Regions from separate parts of the Mus musculus genome. Here all the other regions are linked to region 1. A link is a contact called in public Hi-C and HiChIP or PLAC-seq data. All regions are on one chromosome and are shown on one strand. Each heading gives the region's core, a stretch centred on a gene start, on an enhancer-like site or on the middle of the called end of the contact. The rest is flanking DNA. Distances are from core to core; before and after follow the strand shown.

What was found. A called contact is a pair of places that touch in the nucleus more often than the background predicts. HiChIP or PLAC-seq counts read pairs in DNA pulled down with a chosen protein or histone mark.
Region 2: a Hi-C map of cerebellum shows a contact between it and region 1, with 1.9 times the contacts expected there. The contact joins the enhancer-like site here to the promoter of Rbfox3 in region 1. A contact is called at or near these places in 1 of 39 promoter capture datasets (hippocampal neurons) and 2 of 484 Hi-C or Micro-C datasets (cerebellum and cortical neurons).
Region 3: an H3K4me3 HiChIP or PLAC-seq map of embryonic midbrain shows a contact between it and region 1, with 3 times the contacts expected there. The contact joins the enhancer-like site here to the promoter of Rbfox3 in region 1. A contact is called at or near these places in 3 of 39 promoter capture datasets (the HPC-7 cell line, liver and trophoblast stem cells), 1 of 484 Hi-C or Micro-C datasets (nephron progenitors), 4 of 115 datasets of contacts at active chromatin or transcription factors (embryonic forebrain, embryonic midbrain, neural tube and 1 more) and 3 of 9 other capture datasets (adipose tissue, liver and macrophages).
Region 4: a contact with region 1 is called in a Hi-C map of cortical neurons, with 4 times the contacts expected there. The contact joins the enhancer-like site here to the promoter of Rbfox3 in region 1. A contact is called at or near these places in 11 of 39 promoter capture datasets (the 3T3-L1 cell line, embryonic stem cells, epiblast stem cells and 5 more), 8 of 484 Hi-C or Micro-C datasets (cortical neurons, embryonic stem cells, nephron progenitors and 2 more), 9 of 115 datasets of contacts at active chromatin or transcription factors (embryonic basal ganglia, embryonic forebrain, embryonic hindbrain and 5 more) and 3 of 9 other capture datasets (embryonic stem cells, liver and pancreatic islet).

Annotation. Positions count from the first base shown.
Region 1 is chr11:118,907,092-118,911,706 of GRCm38.p6, forward strand. Rbfox3 (RNA binding protein, fox-1 homolog (C. elegans) 3) reads right to left here and starts at 2,481. Exons shown (of 15, transcript NM_001039167.1): 1 at 2,213-2,481.
Region 2 is chr11:119,195,107-119,200,347 of GRCm38.p6, forward strand. The region is part of intron 3 of Tbc1d16 (TBC1 domain family, member 16); the gene reads right to left. Among named protein-coding and RNA genes, the nearest start is that of Gm36111, 5.8 kb to the left of the region's middle. Within about 2 kb of position 3,340, at least 25 of the 459 cell types and tissues checked have an H3K27ac peak or open chromatin away from gene starts, as enhancers often do. A contact at or near this core is called in cerebellum and cortical neurons, where this site is marked.
Region 3 is chr11:118,532,660-118,537,629 of GRCm38.p6, forward strand. All of the region lies in intron 4 of Rbfox3 (RNA binding protein, fox-1 homolog (C. elegans) 3), which reads right to left. Among named protein-coding and RNA genes, the nearest start is that of Engase, 58 kb to the left of the region's middle. Within about 2 kb of position 2,187, at least 8 of the 459 cell types and tissues checked have an H3K27ac peak or open chromatin away from gene starts, as enhancers often do. A contact at or near this core is called in trophoblast stem cells, where this site is marked.
Region 4 is chr11:118,568,458-118,573,106 of GRCm38.p6, forward strand. All of the region lies in intron 4 of Rbfox3 (RNA binding protein, fox-1 homolog (C. elegans) 3), which reads right to left. Among named protein-coding and RNA genes, the nearest start is that of Engase, 94 kb to the left of the region's middle. Within about 2 kb of position 1,449, at least 37 of the 459 cell types and tissues checked have an H3K27ac peak or open chromatin away from gene starts, as enhancers often do. A contact at or near this core is called in cortical neurons and hippocampal neurons, where this site is marked.

The sequences.
Region 1 (4,615 bases), core at 1,231-3,730:
AATCCTCAGGGCTTGGGGCAAACAGCCTGTATGACCTGGCCAACCCTCCCCTGGCACTCAGCTGCCTCCCTAGGAGCATCTAATGGGGTCTGATGCGCCCCGCTTCAGCTCTGCCTCACCTCCCTAGCCTCCTATGGGTTCCCCCATCTTCCCCTCTACAGCCCAGTGTTCCCAGAGCTCCAAGCCCAGCCGGGAAAGTAGGGGTTAAGCGCTGCTTCCCCGAGTGTGCAGTGCGCTTAGCTCCCACGCAGGGAGGCCTCTGGTCCCCGGGGAGGGCGGAGGCGGCAGCTCGATCCTCCCTCTGGGCCCAGGGGAGCTCCTCGCCCGCGGGGGACGAGGGGCTGGCTCTGAGAAGGCGCCCCCTGCCCCACATGCCCACCCTACAGCGGCCCTGACCACCTCGCCAGCGCCTCTCTTCCACCAGCAGGCGCCTTCTCTACAACTTTCTCCCTTCCCAGTAGTCGCTCACCTGGAGGGTCTGGTTTTAATTAGTGTAATATCCCCGTTACCAGCGCAGCCTGATTAAGACATCCGCCCTGATCCGCGATGCGCACTTAATGAGCTCAGTCTGCCATAATGTTTGTACTTTTTTTTTTCATTATTTTTTGCAGACCAGTAAAACCAAAGCTGATTTCTGCTGAAAGACCTCATTACCCGAGACCCTACTCCATTAGCCCCGTACCTGCTCTGGACCCTAGACTCCCCGATGCGCTCCCGAGGCGTCCCCAGCTTAGCCGGCGTTTGTGACAGAAAATTAACGACCCTGCGCGCACCAGAAGGCACTTCACCTCCAGCCGGAGGAGGAAGGGACTTGCCCAGAAGAAGAAAGGATCCCTCAGTCCCTGTCCATAGCTCCCACTGTGGGTGTCTCGCACATCGAGAGACTACTGGCGCCACCGGCGTCCTTTTTAAAAGTGACCATTAAATAATTAGAGTGCGTCTGAAAAGCAGAATCCAAAAGGGGGAGCGGGGATGTGGCTCGGCCATCCTGGACCCTCCTCACCTCGCAGCCCACACACACTAGCCGACGTCAGTGAGCTTCGTGAACAGCCAACCAACCCCCAATCTCATGCAAGACCCAAGATCCTGGGTCTGTTCCAGCTGTCTAATAGGGTCTCAATGCCCCCCCCCCGTGCTGGTCGCGTCTTGCTCCGGGTACAGACTGGGTGCGGGACCTGGGTGGCCAGGACACTGAAGGGCTGCATGCCAATGGATAGGGGCGAAGCTTCATCAGGGAGCTCCCAGAGGACCGCCGGCCTGAAGCCACCCCCTGACACCTTTCTCCTGAAGAAGACAGCCCCAGGAGAATCCCACCACCTCCCGGGGCCACAAGTCAGAAAGTTTGGGCTAGGGTTGTGCAGGCCACCTTAGCAAAGCTTTCCCAGCCGGGCTGTCCCAGCCCTGTAGCTGTGCCAAAGCGAGCAGTAACCTCCGATCCTTGCTCACGCCTCTGGGAAGACTCGGCCCCGAGCGCCCCCCAGCTCGCGGACTAGAGAGCCCTGTGCGCCACCCGCGCCTGTTCCACGCGTGCCGCTATGCTGAGGGCTCTGGTCCTCCCGAGAGAGCCGAGGAGGACCTCAGTCCTCCCACAACTCCTTGAGGTCATCAGTCAGTCCCCTCGGCCGGCTCTCCTCCTCCTGGACCCCAGCAGCCCTCCCGAGCCTGAGGATGGCGAGAGTCGCACGCCGTAGCGCATCAGGGTCGCCAGCCGTGCTTCCAGCCCTGCGGGTTGGGGCCGCCTCCCTGATGCGCCCCGCGGGCCGGGATCTCCGTGCGCCACGGCTTCCCCCCAATCCTGGGAGTTCCCAGAGCCGGGCATTGTGCCGCCGCCGCCGCCGCCGCCGCCGCCGCCACGGGCACGCAGCGCGCGGGACTCCCCGGTGTCTCCATGGAGCCTGACCCCGGGCCTTCCCATTTACAAAATCTCCCCTCTGGTTTCCCAGGGGAGCCCGGAGCCCGGAGCCACGACCCCAGCCCCCGCACAACTCGGGAACCCCGACCTCGCGCGCAGACCCCTGACCCCCAAGGGCGCCACCCCATCCTCGCGCGACCTCAGGTCTGTCCCCAGCCACGCTCCGCAGCCCCGCGTCCTCGCCGGCCCCGCCTCCCACTGCGGGGTCCCGTGCGCCCCTCCCCGGGCCGTGCCCACAGTCCCAGCCGGCCCCTCGCGATGGTCGTGACCGAGGTGGAAGCCCAGGGTCTGGCTACTCACGGGTTCAGCGTTCCCCACGGCAGGTGACGGGGCCCTGGCGGCCATGCCCCGGCTGCATCCCGGCCGCCCCGGCGAGCCGGCGGCAAGGGGCGCGAGAGGCCGGGTTGGAGCGGCGGTGGCTGCCGCGGCGTCTCCGGAGACCACGCGAGCTGCTGGGGCAGGCGCCCGACTGCTGTCCGAGGAGGTTTCCGCCGGTTCCGGAGCAACGGCTCCGTGTCCCCGCTCCGCTTGCCTCGCCGACTCTCTCTCTCTCTCTCTCTCTCTCTCTCTCTCTCTCTCTCTCTCTCTCTCTCTCTCTCTCTCTCTGCCACCCCCCCCTCGTTCCTCTGGCTGGCTCGGCTGAAGCGAGAAGGCAGCAGGAGCACGCGGCGGCGGTGGCGGTGGTGGTGGCGGCTGCACGGGCGGAGCGCGCAGCTCGGCGAGGGAGGGAGGGGGCTCCGGCGGTCGCGCGGCCAGGGAGGGCGGCGAGGCAGGGAGGGCCGCGAGCCAGCTGAATGTGGCCACAGGAGCCCTGGAGTCCCAGCTCCAGCCTTGGAGAACGGGGATGCGTAGGCTGGTGAGACTTGTAGGGCACCCTAGAGCTCAGAAGGAGCTGGGCTCCTCCGAGCTCACCACCACCACCACCGCTGTGGTCTCACCTCCCCTTCCTCCCTCCCTTCTTCTGGGCGACCTCAGTGTAAGTCATCACTAGCAACACTTAGCAGGACCCCTGCACCCTCGTTCCACTGGGACCGGTTTCTCTCGCTCTGCCCAGGGGTCCCTAGAAAGACTTGGTCGCTGAATGGCAGGAATGGATGTCCCCTCCCCCACGCCTCTCCAGCTAGTCTGCAGCGCCCGCGCCTAACTGGCCACTGGGGAAGACCCTTAATAGGCCTGGAGTTCCATGCCTTGCCTTCCTGAGAATCACAGAGCAGGCGGGGAGGCAGGAGGCCTACCCTGGAACAGGACACAGGGAGGACACACTTGTCCCCGCTGATAATCCTATGGCCTTAAATATTTCCATCCAGGTCAGTTAGGAGAACCTAAAACCAGAAGAGTTCCAGCCTCCCCCTAACCCAGGGAAAGGGAGTCTAGCGTGGTCTGAGGTCCGGCATCTCTAGTCTTGGGAAAAGAAAGGGGTTGGGAGGCAGGCATTGCCTCTGAGCTGTCAAGATGAGACCCAGGTACAACAGTGGGGCTAGTTACTGGCATTCAGCCCCAGAAGTGAGCAAAGAGGCTAGATGATACCCAAAGGCTTTAAACTGGATCCAGATACTGTTCTATATGAAAGACGAAAATAAAAGACAATCACCATGCAGTGCCTGGACTCTGGGACCTGCACTCTCAAAGGACATTTGCAATCTAAAAAACAAAAAACAACAACAACAAAACAAACAACAACAACAAAACATGATTAAAAAACAAGCCTGATACACGTTGCTGGATGCTGTTTGTAAAACCATCAGCTTCTTGCACCTAACTAAGCTTCCAGTGTGAGGCACATACCACGGAGCCTGGGGCCCTGTGGGTAGGGCAGCTAGACAGAGTAGAGAAGAGGGAGAATAAGAGAGGCCCTGAGGTGCTCTCTGGCTTGCTGGGCTGCACACTGCCTTCCCTACAGAGTGAGGGCAGACGGTGTCCAGGCTGAGTGACTGTTGCCTTCTCAGGAGCTTTTAATTCTGCTCCTTCGGCCTGTCTGGGCCATCGATCTGTCTTGCCCAGTGGGAATCACGTGCTTTAGAGCACGTAAGCAGTCGAGTCCTGCAGCCGAATATAAATGCCTTGTCTCTGGCACAGTCGCAAGGGTCCCTGAAGCGGCCCTAGCCCCAAATTTGAGATGGCACAGTTCTGCCCCCATGGACCAACTGTTTCTCTCTGTGTGGCCTGGTGATCCAAGCTTTCATGGCATGGGACTGCTGGCTAGGCCCATCCACACCAATCTCTAGGCTGTCTTGCCTCTCTGGGCCAACGGTGAGTCCCTCCTGGTTCTTCTGTCCTGAGAGCCCTTCCCGTCTGGTCCAGTTCCCACTGCCCTTCTGATCCCTCTCTTAGAACCCTCCCAGAGACCAAGGTCTGCTTCCCCATACTGCACTGCACAAGCTGTGAGCTTCAAGTGGAAGGGCTCAGGACTGAAACTCTAGTCACACACCCACCTCTGGAGGCCATTCCCAAAAAGGTCTGCAGGTGGCACCAAGCCTTCTTCCAGTCTCCAGACAGGTTCCAGCCAAACAGCACAGTCAGCCACTCAGAAAGCCTGGTACTAAAATGAAGCAGGCACCTGTAGCCAAGGGGCAGCCATGTGGCCTGTCTAGTAGGTTATCCCTCGAGAACAGAGCCCAGGGCATATGTCCCGTGGACTCAGAGGTCATCAAAGGGTCTGCCCAGAAAAGGATGGCAGGGCCTGTGAATGTATTTCTATGCTGA
Region 2 (5,241 bases), core at 2,090-4,589, 290 kb after region 1:
CGTTCAGACAAAACCTGTAGATGAACATTCAGAAAGGCTTTGTCTGGAACCGCCCCAAGCTGGAAGCAATCCACCAACGTCCTTCAGTGAGTGTGGCCACACAGTGGGAGTCACACCCATCCCATGAGACATACTAGCTAATATAATGGCATCGTAGTCTTATAACTCGGGTGGCGCTCAAGGATCCTTGTAGAGATGGAAAAGGAAGTGGTGACTAAGGACGTAGGCAAGGAGCTGGGGACAAATCTGCAGAGCTGTTCTAAGGGTGCCTTGTGCTCTGTATCTTGAGATGGTGGGAGATGAGGCCACACGACATACACTCAGTCACACATGCGCGCATACACACACACACACACAGAGGGGGTGAATTTACAGAGACTGTGCCTGTAGCCATAGGACACCCACAGACTGGCTCAGTCTCCTTTACTGAATAGAGGCCAAGTGAGGGTATATCCAGGATGCCACCATGAGGGATAGCGCAAAGGTCATCCATTGTACTTCTACTAGGCAGTGCCCAGTATCTGTCTCTAGGCTGCTGTCTGTCTGTCTGCACAACCCAGGAGCCAGGCAATCAATCTTTGTTCCTGCACTTCATTAATGTGTGTGTGTGTGTGTGCATGTGTATGTGTGCGTGTGTGCACGTGCTTGTGCATGCGGAAGTCAGAGAACTCGGTTCTCTCCTTCACTATGAAGGTCCTGGGGACCAAATATGGGCCATCAAGTGTGACACTGGGAGCCTTGACATGCTGAGCCATCTCTCTGGTCCTTTGTCTAATAGACTTATCCTGTAGCCCATCTGGCCTCAACTTCCCGAGCCTCCTTCTTCTTTGGTCTCTTGAGTTCTGGAATCTTTCTCCTCACTCCTACACATACTTTCCGATTGCTTGCTGATTGGTGGCAAGGTTTTGTGTCTCCGATGCCGGCCTCTGTGTAGCCAAGGAGGATCATGGACTTCTGATCTCCCTGCCCTGAATGCCGAGATTACAGGCGTGGCCCCAACAGCTGGTTTATAAAGTGCTGGAGCTTACACCTGGCTTCCATAATACATCTCCAGGCCATATAGTTTTGAGGGTTTTGTTTATTTGTTTGTTTTGAGACAGGGTCTCAGAGCCACCACGGCTGTCCTGGAACTGACTATGTAGACCAGGTTAGCCTTGAACTCACAGAGAGCTACCTGCTTCTACCTTTTGAGTGCTAGGATTAAAGCCATGTGCCACACCTGCTTTAAGTCTGAATATCTTAAATGTTGAAAGAAAATCAAAAAAATATTTCACGGCTTACAAACACCATACTAAGCTCACAGCTCCGTGTCCGTGGCAAGGCTGGGGGCAGGGGGAGAGCAGGGGGAAGGAGCACATTTGCATATTTGAGTAGAGTCTTTTGCCACACAAGGTGGCATTCAGACACAGCAGCAGTGCCCATCTGGTCCACAAAGCACAAAATGCCAGCTTTCTGTCCCACCCCTCAGACCCTGGGACAGAAAATGCTAGCTAGTTCCAGCTAGATTCCACAGAGAGGCCAGGAGGGAAACAAGTTCACACAATAACAGTGACCACCACCCCCATGGTATCAAAATTCCTGAAACAGGCCTACGTCCTTTCTCTTTCTTTCTCTGAAGCAAGGTTCCGCTGTGTAGCCCAGGCTAGCCTCCCACTTGCAGCAGGTCTCTTGCCTCCCCCTCCCTCCTAAGATTACAGGCGTGAGCTAGCACACGGAACACTTTTGTCAGCCTTTAAAAAGACTTATTTTTCTTTGTTTATGAGTTTCATTTTGCCTGAATGTATGTGTGCGCCACTTGAGTGGGCCTGGTGCCCACGGAGGCCGGACGAGAACACCGACTCCCGTGGAACTGGAGTTCCAGATGGTTGTGGGTGCTGGGATCAACCACTGACATGAACAGGTACAGCTCCCATACTGTCATTTTAATATGTCTTTCCTCAGGCCCTACTCACCTGTGGGGACTTAGAACAAGACCCACTTGGCTGGCCTTAGAGACCAACTGGGCTGAAGTGAAAAGACAGGCGATCAAGGGGCTCCTTGGAGGCCACACACACATGCACACAAACATACAAGTGCACACCCAGGCACTGTAGTGTGTATCACACACGCACACACACAAACTCTCACCATAGCATGCATATGGAAGTCAGTCAGTTCTCAACTCCCATGTAATCTGGGCTTCCTGGCCTATGAGATCCTAGCGAGATCCTCCTGTCTCTGCCTTCCACACACCGTAGGAATGCTGGGCTTACAGATGTTCACCACATCACCTGGCTTTTTCTGTGGCTTCTTTTTCTGTGATCAAATCCAGGTTGTCAGGCCTGTCCCGCCAGCTCTATACCTGCCAAGCGATCTCCCAGTCCCTCTGTTTGTTTGAGACAGGGTTTCTCTGTGTAGCCCAGGCTGACCTAGAACTGGAACTCAATCTGTAGACCAGGCTGGCATCAAACTCACAGACATCTGTCTGCCTCTGCCTGCCGAGTGTTGGGATGAAAGGTGCTCACCACCACTGCCCGACTTCAGAGTTAGTGCCGTGGCCAGTAACTCAAGCCATTAACCTTGCTGAGTGACCCTCTCTACAACGGGACATGAACAGGACCTCGACTTTTGTCTTAGTCATTGACATTGATGTCAACAAAACCTGGGAAAAGCTGAACCATGTTCAAATCCCCATCCTGCCAGAAGCTCGCCAGGCAGCCCCACTAGGTGCCAGCGTACAGTAGGTGTCATCAGGTTCAGATCAGGATGTGCTGGAGTTAGGGAACCCTAATCTAGCACGCTCACCAAGAGGGGTGTGTGCACACATACAGGCAAGGTCATGTGACTACAGCGAAGGCTGAGGCTGAAGGCAGCAGGAACCAGAACAGACCCCTTGACCTTGTCTTCAGTGGCTGCTTTACGGTTCTTTGTCACTGTGGTCCTGGCACACCCATACCAAACTCTGAGCTGAGGGCTGAAGAATGTTGGGCATATAAAGACTTCCATCTGTCAATCTGGTCACCATGGCAACAGTGAGTGGTGCCCACTGTGCTGGACTCACTGCCCGGGCTCTGCATTTACCACAGGCCCTCACCAAAGCCCCATTTCACAGGCAGGGAAACTGAGGCTAGGAAGTGAGAACCTTGTTGAGGTCACAGTGGGGATTGTGGATCTAGCACAGTTCACACCTGGGTATCTGGCTGTGAAATGTACCAGGCTGCAGCCCTACCAGATCCCTGGGTCCCGGCCCACAGCCCCTCCTATTGTCATGTGTGAGCCAAATACACGTGTACATCGAGTAGCACATGGAAGGTCCGGGCACTGTCGAGACCCAGTCCAAATTCTTTGGCAGTGCCTCCGAGTTCCTGGAGTGGGTGGTAGCCAAAGCCTGCTAATGAGCAGGAAGCTGAAGGACAGCCAGCAACTGAGGGCCCAGTTTGCTGCCTGGGCATCCCTGACTTCCTGTCCTGACGGTGCGACCCTCCTGACTGTTTCTAGCTGTCCCCAGGGGTCTGCGGGCCAGTCCCTGGTCTCAGACCTGCTGCTGTCGTCCCCGGAGCTCCTGGGGGACCCCTGAAGGGCTACCCTCCAAGCTGGAGGTGCAGGTGGGGACAGCCACGTCGACTGGGGGTGGACTGGGGAAGGACAGCCTCCGCAAGAAGCCTGCCAAGTGCTACAGAAACAGACGGCGAGACGAGTCTTCCGCAGCACGAAACAGATTGCAGGGTGTCGAGCGAAGGGATGTTTTAAAGAAATAAATCGCAGTTCCAGGCTGCAGAAGCACAAACAAGCCCAAACAACGGCTCCCGGAAGCAGCAGCCTCCGGAGCCAGGATGGAGGGATGTACGGGTCTCCCCAGAGTTTCCTGAAAGGCAGGGGTGGTGGGCGGCTCAAACACCTGCGGAGGCCCACAACAGGGCTCAGGGAGATCCACCCCTCCTGGGCGCCCCTCCGGATTCCCTTGGTCTCAGCAGGACTCGCCTCCCTGACACCAGCAGGGGGCAGCACCCATGGACCCGGTCTCTTGCACCTGACCCCCATCCCAGCCCTCCTGGTCCTCAATGTGACTGTGTCGCCCACATGCCACCAGGCTCACCAGTCCTCTCCTACCTTTGGACCTCTCCACGTGCCCTTTATTCCCTGGCTGGCCCTTCCCTCCCTTCTGGTTTCTCTTCTCAGAGCACACTGGGCAGCCTCTGAGGGAACACAGAGGGTCAGGGCTGGGCAGAGAGGGCTTGCTAAGGCTGTTCCTATGTGTTCCTCCCTCCTCCCTGGCTCACCCTGGAGGATGCCCGCTCCAAAGATGGTTGCGCAGAAGGGGATCAGCTGGCTATTCAGGAAGCAACCCCGGGCATGGCACACTCCTGCCACCTGGAGCAGGGCTAGGGTGATGGGTTGGTGCCAGGAACCTCTGAAGCAGCACCCAGGCACCCACACTTCTAGGTTCATGGTTCCACCAAGTTTACTAATTCTGGAACCTTCTTAGATACTCGGATTTCTCTCTGAACTCTAAGCTGTCCTCTACGGGTGTGGGAGTAGAGGCTGCCACACCAACTATGCGTGGTAACACCATTAATAATTCAACCTTGTTACCGACCTGTTTCCTCCCAAAGGCAAAAGCACTTAGACCATCTAGTCTACCATGTTCACCCCTCAAGGTGGGCTGACCCCTCCTCAGTGCCTACAGAGTCAGGCGTGACACCTGTGTGACATCCACCCCAGCAGCTGTTCCAGGCTCTGCACGTGGCTTCCAGGAAATCTGTCACTCGCTCTCCATGAAAGCAGCCACTTCATGATAAACATTAATAAAATGAAAAGATCCACCCTGTTATGTGATGCTAGGGCAGACACCCTGGGGACCGGTCCTCAGGCCTACCTCTGAAGCAGCAGCAAGGAGATGCATGGGGATTTCAAAACCCCACTGACAGGAGCTGGAGACGTGGCTCAGCAGTTAAGAGCACTCACTGCTCTTCCAAAGGATCCGACTTTAGTTTCCAGTACCCACATTAGGCAGTTCATAACCATCTGTAACTCTCACGCCCTCTTCTGGCCTCCAAGGGCACCTTCCTGCCCATAGCAAACACACACACACACACACACACACATACACACACACACACACGGCATACACGAAGAGATAGAAGATAAATCAAGATCCTACAGACAACATCAGGCATGGTGGTGCACACCTTTAATCCCAGCACTTGGGAGGCAGAGGCAGGAGGATTTTTTAGTTCAAGGCCAGCCTGGTCTACAGAGTGA
Region 3 (4,970 bases), core at 937-3,436, 370 kb before region 1:
TAAGTCGTGTGCCACCGAACTCCAGGCTTCTGGGGGATTCTGGAGTATTCTAGAAAAATATCCATGGCCCAGCTGGGGACAAGAACCTGGGTTCGGATCCTCAAAACTCACATAAAAGTCGGATGTATCAGTACATGCCTGTAAGGCCAACACGGGGGCGGGGGCGGGAAGGGGGAGCGGTGGACACAGGAATTCCCCCTGGCTGGGGACTTGCTATGCAGCCTTTTTAGACAAGAAAGTGAGATTCTGATTCATCAAGGGGCCGGTGGAGTGCAGAGGAAAGATAGCATGTGCAGGTGCCTGCATGAGTGAACACACCCTCATGCATATGTACACATACTTGAAGCAGCACACAAATACACCCCCACACATGTGTGTGCACACAAGCATCATGCTCACAGCCAAACTTCCTGCAGAGTTTCCTTGTGCTGTCACTGTAAACTCAAGATGTGCAATCTTACTGTAAGGAAGTGGGATTACTTTCCTTTTGGCCAAAGGCACAACAGACATCACCCTGGGGCAAGGAATGCTGTGGTGGTTGGGTAGGCTGATTCTTTAAAGGACACCTGGCTATGGCTGCAAATGGTCCCTATTTGATTATGCTGAAGGCCCTTGCTAGGTGACAAAAAGGGCCAGGCTCTGACTGGCAGTGACTCCTACAAAGAGCTGAGGGCCACAGGACACAGCTGGGGACAGAGGCACCAAGGAACTTTGGATTACACGGCTGACTGCTGGACACCAAATGCAATGGCCATTTCCTGAGGGCCAATGTGGACAAAACTCTGCACTAGAGGGGGATCGGCAGAGTAGCGAGGGCAGGTGATGAGGGGTACATGGTGGCTCTCAGCAGCTGTGGATGCAGGCAGACGTGAGGTCATGAGTCCGGGGTGGTGGTGCACCCGAGTGCCCCAAAGTGTGGCAGTACTGGGGACAGTGGACAAGATTTGGTCTTTCTAGAATATTCCAGGAGAATGGAATTCATTTTATTCCTTTAGTAAGCACAGTCAGTGGAAACCAGACAAAGCAGGAGGTTGGGCCTGGAAGGTGAGCTCAGCTGGGCACCGGGGTGGGGGACTTCATCTACTTTGCCAGTTGCCTTCAGAAGAAAGAGAGCCACAGGAAGATCAGCAGCAGGATACCTGCCTGCGCTCTGCAGGGGTCTGCCCTAGGCAGCTAACTCAGAAACTAACTACATCACAGGACACCAGGGCAAGATTTCTCTTTCCATTGGCTCAGTGAGGGTGAACAGGGTGCCTGAAATCACGCAGCAAATCACCGGAGAGAGGCTGGTGCTTTGGTGGTGCTGGACATTCAGGTGCCCCAAAGCCACAGCCAGAGTCAGGCTGCTCGGAGCCTGAGTCTTAAGTGGCTGAGGATTCCCCAGACAGATGGTTGGGGATGAAGTGGTTTCTGAACAGGTAAATTACCCCCAGCCCCAGGCAGTTTGCAGACTGGATGTGACCAGACAGCAGGTATCTAAAAAGGGTGTTTTGATACCTATTCTGTATCTGGACACACCAGGGGGCTTAGAAGAACCAGTCTGGGCTCCCAGACCTCAAAGGAGGAGGAGGAGGAAGAGGAGGAGGAGGAGGAGGAGAGATCTTGGTGAGAGCTGAGTGGTGACCTCCTGGGGCTCCCCAATGTCTCTGAGTTTGTGGGATTAAGGAAGGAAAGTCAGCCGATCTTACCCTATGATGCTCTTTGAAATATAATACGATCTGGATCAGGGGAAATTAAACACCGCCGCTTTTAACCAGGGCCACGCTAAAAAAACGCACGCTCGCCATAAATAAAAATACGATTTGCCACCTTGACGCTTTGATTTAACGAACACCCTGTGTGCCTCATTTGTAATTACTCCCTTCCTCGCCTGGGCCAGCTTCAGGCCCTCACTATATCATCCATGCCCAGTTGGGCAGTTGGCCCAGGAGCGCACAGGGGCAAGCTGTGTGGAGAGGGCAACCCTGTCCAGAGAGGCAGGAGTATGGGGCTTGAATGTGGCTCATTATGATTGAGATTAAACTGAAAAATCAATTTTTAATTGAATGTATTCTTTGAACAGGCCCCGCTGCCCATCGCTGCACACTAATGGAAGTTTCTACTCTGAGCTGCCCTGCCTTGCATGACAGACCCTCCCCCGCCTCTGAACCCGGGAGGGCTGGCTTGCCTGGTAGAGCCCCACCTCCTGGCCTGTAATGAAACTGCAAGCTGGTGCTGTTGGAGACCAGTCGTGATGTGTGGGTGGGAGGGGCTGGCCAGTGGACGGCCTGACTCAGAAGGAGCAAAGGGGATTGCTCCACTCTGCAAGCTAAGTTCCTACCCCTCTGCACATGTTCCCTTCTGTGTCCCACTCTGTCCAGACCTTGGACTGAATGTTAATGAGGGAGGCCTGGGGCATGTGGAGACACTGGCGAAGAAGAACCTGACCCCTCTGCTCTACCCATTCAAGAGAAATGGCGTCCACCTCCTAGGGCTGGATTCACAGCTGGAATGACAAGAACCTTGATCCCTGTCTCTTCTTTACTTTTGTGGTATGGGGACGTGGACCCAGGGCAAATGCTCTGCCACTAAGACCAACCTCTTGCCTTCTAACTGAAACAGCTGCGAAGACAAGCTCAGGACCCACCAGAACGCCAGCTCCTATGCCCACACTGCAGAAGTTTCACCATTTGGGGATGGGCAGCTCACCGTGCTTCCTGCCACCAGGGTCTGCTGCCTCCTTAGTATTGCAGGATCCAGCCTCTCTTCCTGCATCAGCTGCCTGGAGGGACGCTGCACAGGCCAGACTTGGGTCTTTAGTCTCAGGAGTGGCTTTTGCTTCCCTCAGACCTTTGTCCTGGATACTCTGAGTTCTCCCCACCCTTGATTTCCAGCTCCTGGGGTGGGGTGGGGGAGCACCTATAGCAACAAGGTCCCCACAGACACGATGCCACTTTCACTGCCTGATGGTGGCTGGGCTTCAGACCACAGAGGCAAGGCTCCTTCCTAGTAGGTACCTTTGCTGTGGCCACAGATGACCCATTTAATTCTAAACTGATGAGACACCATGCACTGAGCCTCCTCAGGGGTGTGGATTTATGGGATGTTGTCCCCCAACCTGAGCTTGTCAGGACAGTGTTCTGTACCTGAGGGCCAGGCAGGTTCCCGGTGGAAAGGTGAGCGGGCTCACAGAACCCCCTAGCAAGAGACACTAACTCACTAAATACTCAGTCTTTGAGGATCTCAGCAGGATTGTCTTGCTCATGCTGACAGTCACAGAACCAAGACCAGAACTCAGGAGGTCCAAGGATCACTCTGCTGGGCAAACCCTGTCCTGGAGTCACTGAGTTCCTATGGGGCCATGGTATAGGGCCTGTTATGCATCTCACACCCATGTAATCCACCCATGAAGGCTCATGGTAGCTTGGATTCAGTGGTGTGGGGCCAGCTACCCATCAGCCTTCCCACTCAGGTGCCCATGGACCCGGTGCTCATCCCTCAGGGGATGGGGGAGGGCCCCCCCATGCTCAGGGCAATCTGTTGGTGCCCTCACCAGCTGCTTGGGCTAGCTCTGTTGTCTATTTAGGTCCCTCTAGCTAAGGCCAGCCCTCCCTGAGTCAATTCTCTTCGTACTTTGTTCAGTGAGCAAATGGCAGATGAGGTATTGATGGCTGTACGGTGCCAGCCTGGGCTCCCGAGGAAGCCGGGTAGCATGCCAGCATTTCTGAGCTAGACACCTATGGGTATCCTATGTCCAAATGTCCTCTGGGGTTAACTCTCTGCTGCTATGCTGAGAGCTCAGTTTCTTAGCCCCTGGCCTGCCTCCTTGTGGACCCAGGCTCATTCTGAGCCTTACAGTTTACACTGGGTTGGCCCACTACCAACCAGAGGCAAGGTGCACCCAGTAAAGCAAGTGCTTTTCTTCAGAGAGGGGAAGTGATTGGAAGCTCCATCACCAGGCTGGAACAGTTCGAGTCCTCTTGTTCCAGTTAGTGGCAGGAGTCTAGACCTTATATGGTGCTCCACCTCTAAGAAAAGCCATTTGGTGCCTAGGGTGGCTGACATAACTTGTGTCTTGCTGGGAGCAGCTGAGGCTCTGGTTTATCTGGGATCTGGACAACACAGTGCTGGGTGCCTCAGCATGAGGACAGGCCACGAGCTGCAGGGACCCTCAAGCCTCAGTTCTGCAGAGGGGAGATCTGCAGCCTCCTGACTCTAGAGCAGACCTGAAGCCCACTCATGAGCAGGCCAGTCCCCGTGGCTCACATCTAATTGGGCTGCAGGCTGGGACCAACTCATCCACAGCGGCTTTGGGTGTGGCCCTTGGCTTTGGGCTTGACTCATGGGAAAGGGGTGGGTGGGCAGACTCCATAGGCTGTGCGGGGAAACCTGTCTGTCGCCTGACACTGGGCATGGTGTCCCTTCTGGCTTCAGTAAATCAATCAGCCCGGGGCCTCCTGCTGGCTTCTGGACATAGAAGAGCTGGATCCTTCACTCCTGATGTTTAACACAAAGACAGGTCTCCAGCTGTCCTCGGATCAGGTCTGGCCTAGGTTGCAGGCCCAGTGCACTCCACTGGGACACTGATGTTGGCACTGTGCAAGCCAAAGCTGTTCACCTCATGTACTGTCTTCACTGATCTCAGAAGCACGATGTCCTGAGCCAGCGGCCACTGACGGGCTGCCTTTCACCTATGCGGTGAGTGGAAAGGAGGAGGGACTGGATCTGGGTCACAGGGTGGGGCGTGGCCTCCCAGGAAGGAAGCGAATTACTTTTGTCTACCCCTGCAGAGGCCTTGGCTGCGATCATGCTTCCCACCAGACTTGAAACATCATCTCACAGAAGTGGAAACTGAGGCACCCGGAACACCGGCAACTGTCCAACTGTCACCCTCCAAGCCTGCAAGTGGCCGGTCATTCTCTCACCTGGCATTCTGATCCTTCAGGAGGCAACTGGGTAGGTCTCTTTCACTCTAGGGGCACACGGAAGCG
Region 4 (4,649 bases), core at 199-2,698, 340 kb before region 1:
GCCCACTTCAGAAGGGGGTCCTATGGGAACCCTCTAACTGGGCTGAGCAAAGGAACAGAGACAGACAGCCGGAAGTTCTTAGGATCTCAGGCCTCCCCCTAGAAGCTACCCATTTATGTGGGTATACCAGAGGGCTGAGGTGTGAATTCACAACAGGGTAGCCCCAAGAGCATGGGGAGACAGGCCAGAGGTGTGGGCAGCCCTGGTGGGTGAGGCCAGAGTACTGCAGCCTCAGGACAGCTGTGGCCAAGCTGGCACCCAGAATCTTAACCTGGAGGGCCTGAGGGAGCCCAGGGAATCCCCTTTCTCTCCCTAGTGCAGGCCTGGCGCCCCCACCCCCCCATCCCGCACGGATTCCGCATTGGGTGGGATCGCAGGACCCCGCCCCCTGCGCCTCTGGCCAGCTGGCAGGCGGAAGCTGAGACTCTGCGCGCACCTCCCTAGGGGGCATCCTGGGGATGTAGGGGCTCCTAACCGCATGGTTTACTGTCCCTAAAAGCCTGCCAGCCTGAGATTCCTGCCCAGTAGACTGAAAAAGTCCAGCACAAGCCCCCTCCTGAGTCTGAGCTTCAAGGCCTAGCTTCTCTGTCCCACAGGCAGGTGGCCTGCCTCCCCAGAGGCCCGGTGCGCGGTCCGCGCTGCAGCACAGCCGTGCTCCCCAGCCGCCACCTCCCCGCGGCCCCTGGGCTTGCGCGACTCGGCCGAGAAAGGAGCCTGGCTACCCGTCTCCGAGTCCTCCGCGTCTCGGCACGAAGTTCCCCAAAGTAACCGGGTGTCCAGAACCCCTGCATCCTACCTTTGGGCTTCCCCCGAGACTCCGCCCGCCGCCCCCTCCCGCGCCTTTGAAAAAGTTGCGAGCGAAGCCCCAAACTACAGTCAGCCCCCCGACCCGGTACCGCTCGCGCCCCAGGCGCCCCCACGCTCCTCTGCCACTCAGGGGCGCAGTTCCCCCAACCCCAGCCCGGGCGCCATGACGCGAGGAGAGTCGCGGGGCCACCAGCGGCGGCGCGGAGGCGGCCAAGTGCGGGGCGTGGGCGGCGGCGCGGGGCGCACGTGCGCGGGACCGGGGGGCGCTCGGGCCGGGGGCGCTTACCTGTTGGAGGTAGAGGAAAGCGGGCGGGCATGGCACGGAGTGCGGGAGCATGCTGCCGGAGTTGGACAGCAGGAGGCAGCCCGAGTTCGCCATGGAGCACAGCATGGGGCGTCAGGGGGGCGCCCGGCGGCCGAGGCGGCTCTGCGCTCGCTGCGTCCCTCGGTGTGTGCGCGCGCCCTGCCTCCCGGGCGCCCTCCCGGTCTCTCCTCCTCCGGGCCTCCCCTCCCCCGCTTGGCGCTCGTTAGGAGGGAGGCATGGAAAGGGGAGCGGCGCGCCTCTGCCAGGGGCTGCCCCTGTCCGGGGCGGGGAGGCTTGAGAGCGCGCGCGAGAAGATGGAAAGAGGATGGATGCGCTGCGCGAGAGGATGGATGCGGGGAGAGGGGAGCCAGTCACTTTGGAGCCACCGGAGCCCTGTCTGCAAAGAGTGGTGCGTGTGCGTGTGTGAGTGTGCGCGTGTGCGCGCGTGTGTAGCGGTGGGAGGGGGAGTCCCTGGCGTACTCCAACATCAAACGGAGCCCCGCGCTTGGGGGAGAGAACCCGGCCTACGGCACCACTGCCGGTCCCGCACTTAACCCCTCGCCCGCCGTCCTGCGCCGGGCCGCTAGCCCTAGAACCCCTCCCGCGGGCCCTGCGCTCCCCTCCTCTGCCGGCGCGCAGCCTCTGCTCCCGGCGGCGGTAGGGTCTGGGACCTCCGTTGGCCCCCGATGGTCTAGGCTGCGGTGGAGAGGACAGTCTCTGCGGCCCACCGACCGGAAGGCGCTCGTTCTGCCTGCTTCAGAGAAGCGCCTCTCCTGAGGGAGGCCGGCTCCGCGGCGGGGAAGTCGGTGATGTAATGAGGGCATCTACGCAGAGGCTTCCGTGCTGGGAAGGCTTTTCCAGCTGCTCAGTGCCCAGAAGCCCAGCCAGAGCCCTCCGAGAGTCTCTCTTGCCCCTCTGTTGGCCTCTAGGCCCCATGAGACACCTCAACAGCCTGCCGCAGGCTTAGAATCCTGTGGATACTTAATATGGGGGTGGGCAACGAGGAACAGTGGCCATCGGGTACCCTTCCTGCCCCATCGTCAAATGTGCTGAATTTGGTGTGCACACTCCAGGCCTCAGAGATCACAGCACCCACTTTTTGGCTTCAGGCAGTGCTGGACAGAGGCCTTGGTTTGCCCCTCATAGCACCACTGCAGCCTGCCCGCATACACCCGCAGCTTTACAGCCACACACATCCGGGCCTGCGCCCCTCACATTCAGTTTTACCAAGACAAGCCACAGGTGAGCCCAGCTCCGAGTGAACTGTCTCCCACTGCCACTGTGAGAGGCAGCCCCAGGGGGCACGTGCACAGCCTCGCAGCCTACTGACATATACCACGTCCAAGAAGGGGCACCGCCAGGTACCACGTACAGCGGCTGTGGAACTCGGCTGCTGTGGAACTCAACAGCTTTACCCAGGCTCTGCCCTTGGAAGATGACTGGCTTGCTAGTTTACATGGGGTCCTCTAAAATGTTGTGTGAGCTCACTGAAGTTGTTTGTTGTCCCTGGGCTTCCCCCCCCCCCCTTTCAGACTTAGAGGTCAGGTCGGTTGATTATCGCCCCTACTGTGTAGCACATGGAGGACCGGTGTCAGAAGATGCATGGCTGAGTGTGGTCTCCCTCCAGGCACTGCCTGGGAAGTGACATTGCACAACTTGGATGGCCTCTTGTCAGGCATCCCTGACCCCCACACTCACTGCTACACACCCTGCAATTGACCTTCCCCTGAGAAGGAAGACTGGGAGGAGAGTAGCCAGGCAGCAGAGAGACCAGAGACAGGCAGCTGGTGGCTTACATTCACCTCCCCTTTCTCTTGCATTTCTCTGGAATGCTTTTGGGGTAGCTTAGGCGGAATGTGGGTTATGGACGTTCTCAGGCCACTTTTGTCTTCGTCAAGGGATAGGTCACTGTTTTGATCTCCCAGGCCTGGATAGTGGCAGGATAGCCTCAGCACCAAGGACTGGCACCTCTAGGGCATGATGCTTACAGCCACTTCTGTGAGCTGAGACCTTGGAGGCTGCCCCGCTGCTGATGCAGTGCCTAGAGTGGGTTTGGCTATTTCAGGACGATATACCAGTCCCCCTCCTGTTTCCACAGCCTGCTGTTTTACTGTCCTGTTTTACACCTGTCTGTCCTCTCAGAGTGGCTTTCAGTCAGCACTCCCTGCCCAGCAGGGAACTTGGGCAGCCAGGAGGGTTCACCCAGCGCTCCAGGCAGACCACCATGCAGCCACTGTCTGGGGAAGGAGCTATTGAACTAAATCATCTTTCCTGGAGTGAGCTCACGGTCTAGTGTGGAACCCAAATCTGCAGCCCAACAGCCACGAACACCAGGCCAGGGAAGCCTCCGCCTCCACCAGCCAGCCCACCACGTGCAGGCTCGCTGGGAGACGTGAAAAAGAATTAAATGAAATCTCCAGAAAGAGTTTGAACAGTGTGATTGTCTGACTTATTTCTTGGGACAAGGGCTGTGTGTCTGCTACCTGTCATATGCGCTGCAAGATCCATGTCACTTCCAAAACAAGCCAGTTACTGAATTCCACTGACCCCGTTCTAAGGGAGGTTGTTGCTGAGTCTGTCAGTTTGCCCATACAGGCTGGGATCATTCTTATGTGTATCCAGAGCCCGGCAGTGAGTCACTGCATCAGCCAGGGCCATTCAACAATCTCCATGCCCCTAAGATTCTTGACCACTCTCCCCTACTCTTGGAGCCTTGTGAACCGGGATGTGCAGCCCTGAGTAGTGGGCGGGGAAATCCAATCCACTGCAGCTAGGCTAAGCTGCCCCCACTTTTTCTTGGGTTGAAGGTAGGCTGCGAGCTGGGAAGAGCTGTCAATCCGGTGAGAATATTCACTACTTAAAAAAAGATACAGGGGAAAAAAAATATCCCATTCGCCCTGAATCTGAGAAGGGCCTTGTTAGGGAGGCATGAACTGAGCTGTAATTATTTCTACGCTCCTGGGCACCGCTATAAATATCAGGCAAGGGAGGCGCCTCAAAAGGTTTGGGTGGCTTGACTCTGAGCTCTCCTGGCTCCTTCCTGCCCCCAACCTATACCACCTTCTCAAGCAGCTGCTGGCCTCATGTGCTCCCTCTTCCTGCAGTGGGTGACGCAAGTGTGTCCCCCCATCTCTGGACATTTTGTGTCTCTTAGATGTCTACCTTTGTGAAATACCTTTGCCAGTTAGTGTCTGATGGCATTTTTTTAACCCCTTAAGTCTGTGGTTTTAGCAAAAGGTAGGCCAAGGAGTTCTGTGACTAAATGATGGAGAGCGGAGGATTGCCTGCTGTCTCCTCAATCTTTGGGAATATCCAAGGATTCCTGTGGCACATCCAGGTGGAAAGAGAAAGCCCTGATACCCCTGAGGGACAAGCCCTGGGGCTTCCAGTTTCTCACCGTCCTGCCTTTTCTTGATCCCTTCTGAATGCCCAGTCTGACCGTCCCAGGCTCTCCCTATGCACAGACAGTGTGGAGCTTGGCAGACGTGTCCCAGAGCGAAGGGTGAGCTCACAGTTTCTGGTTGTGGCTGGGCTCCTC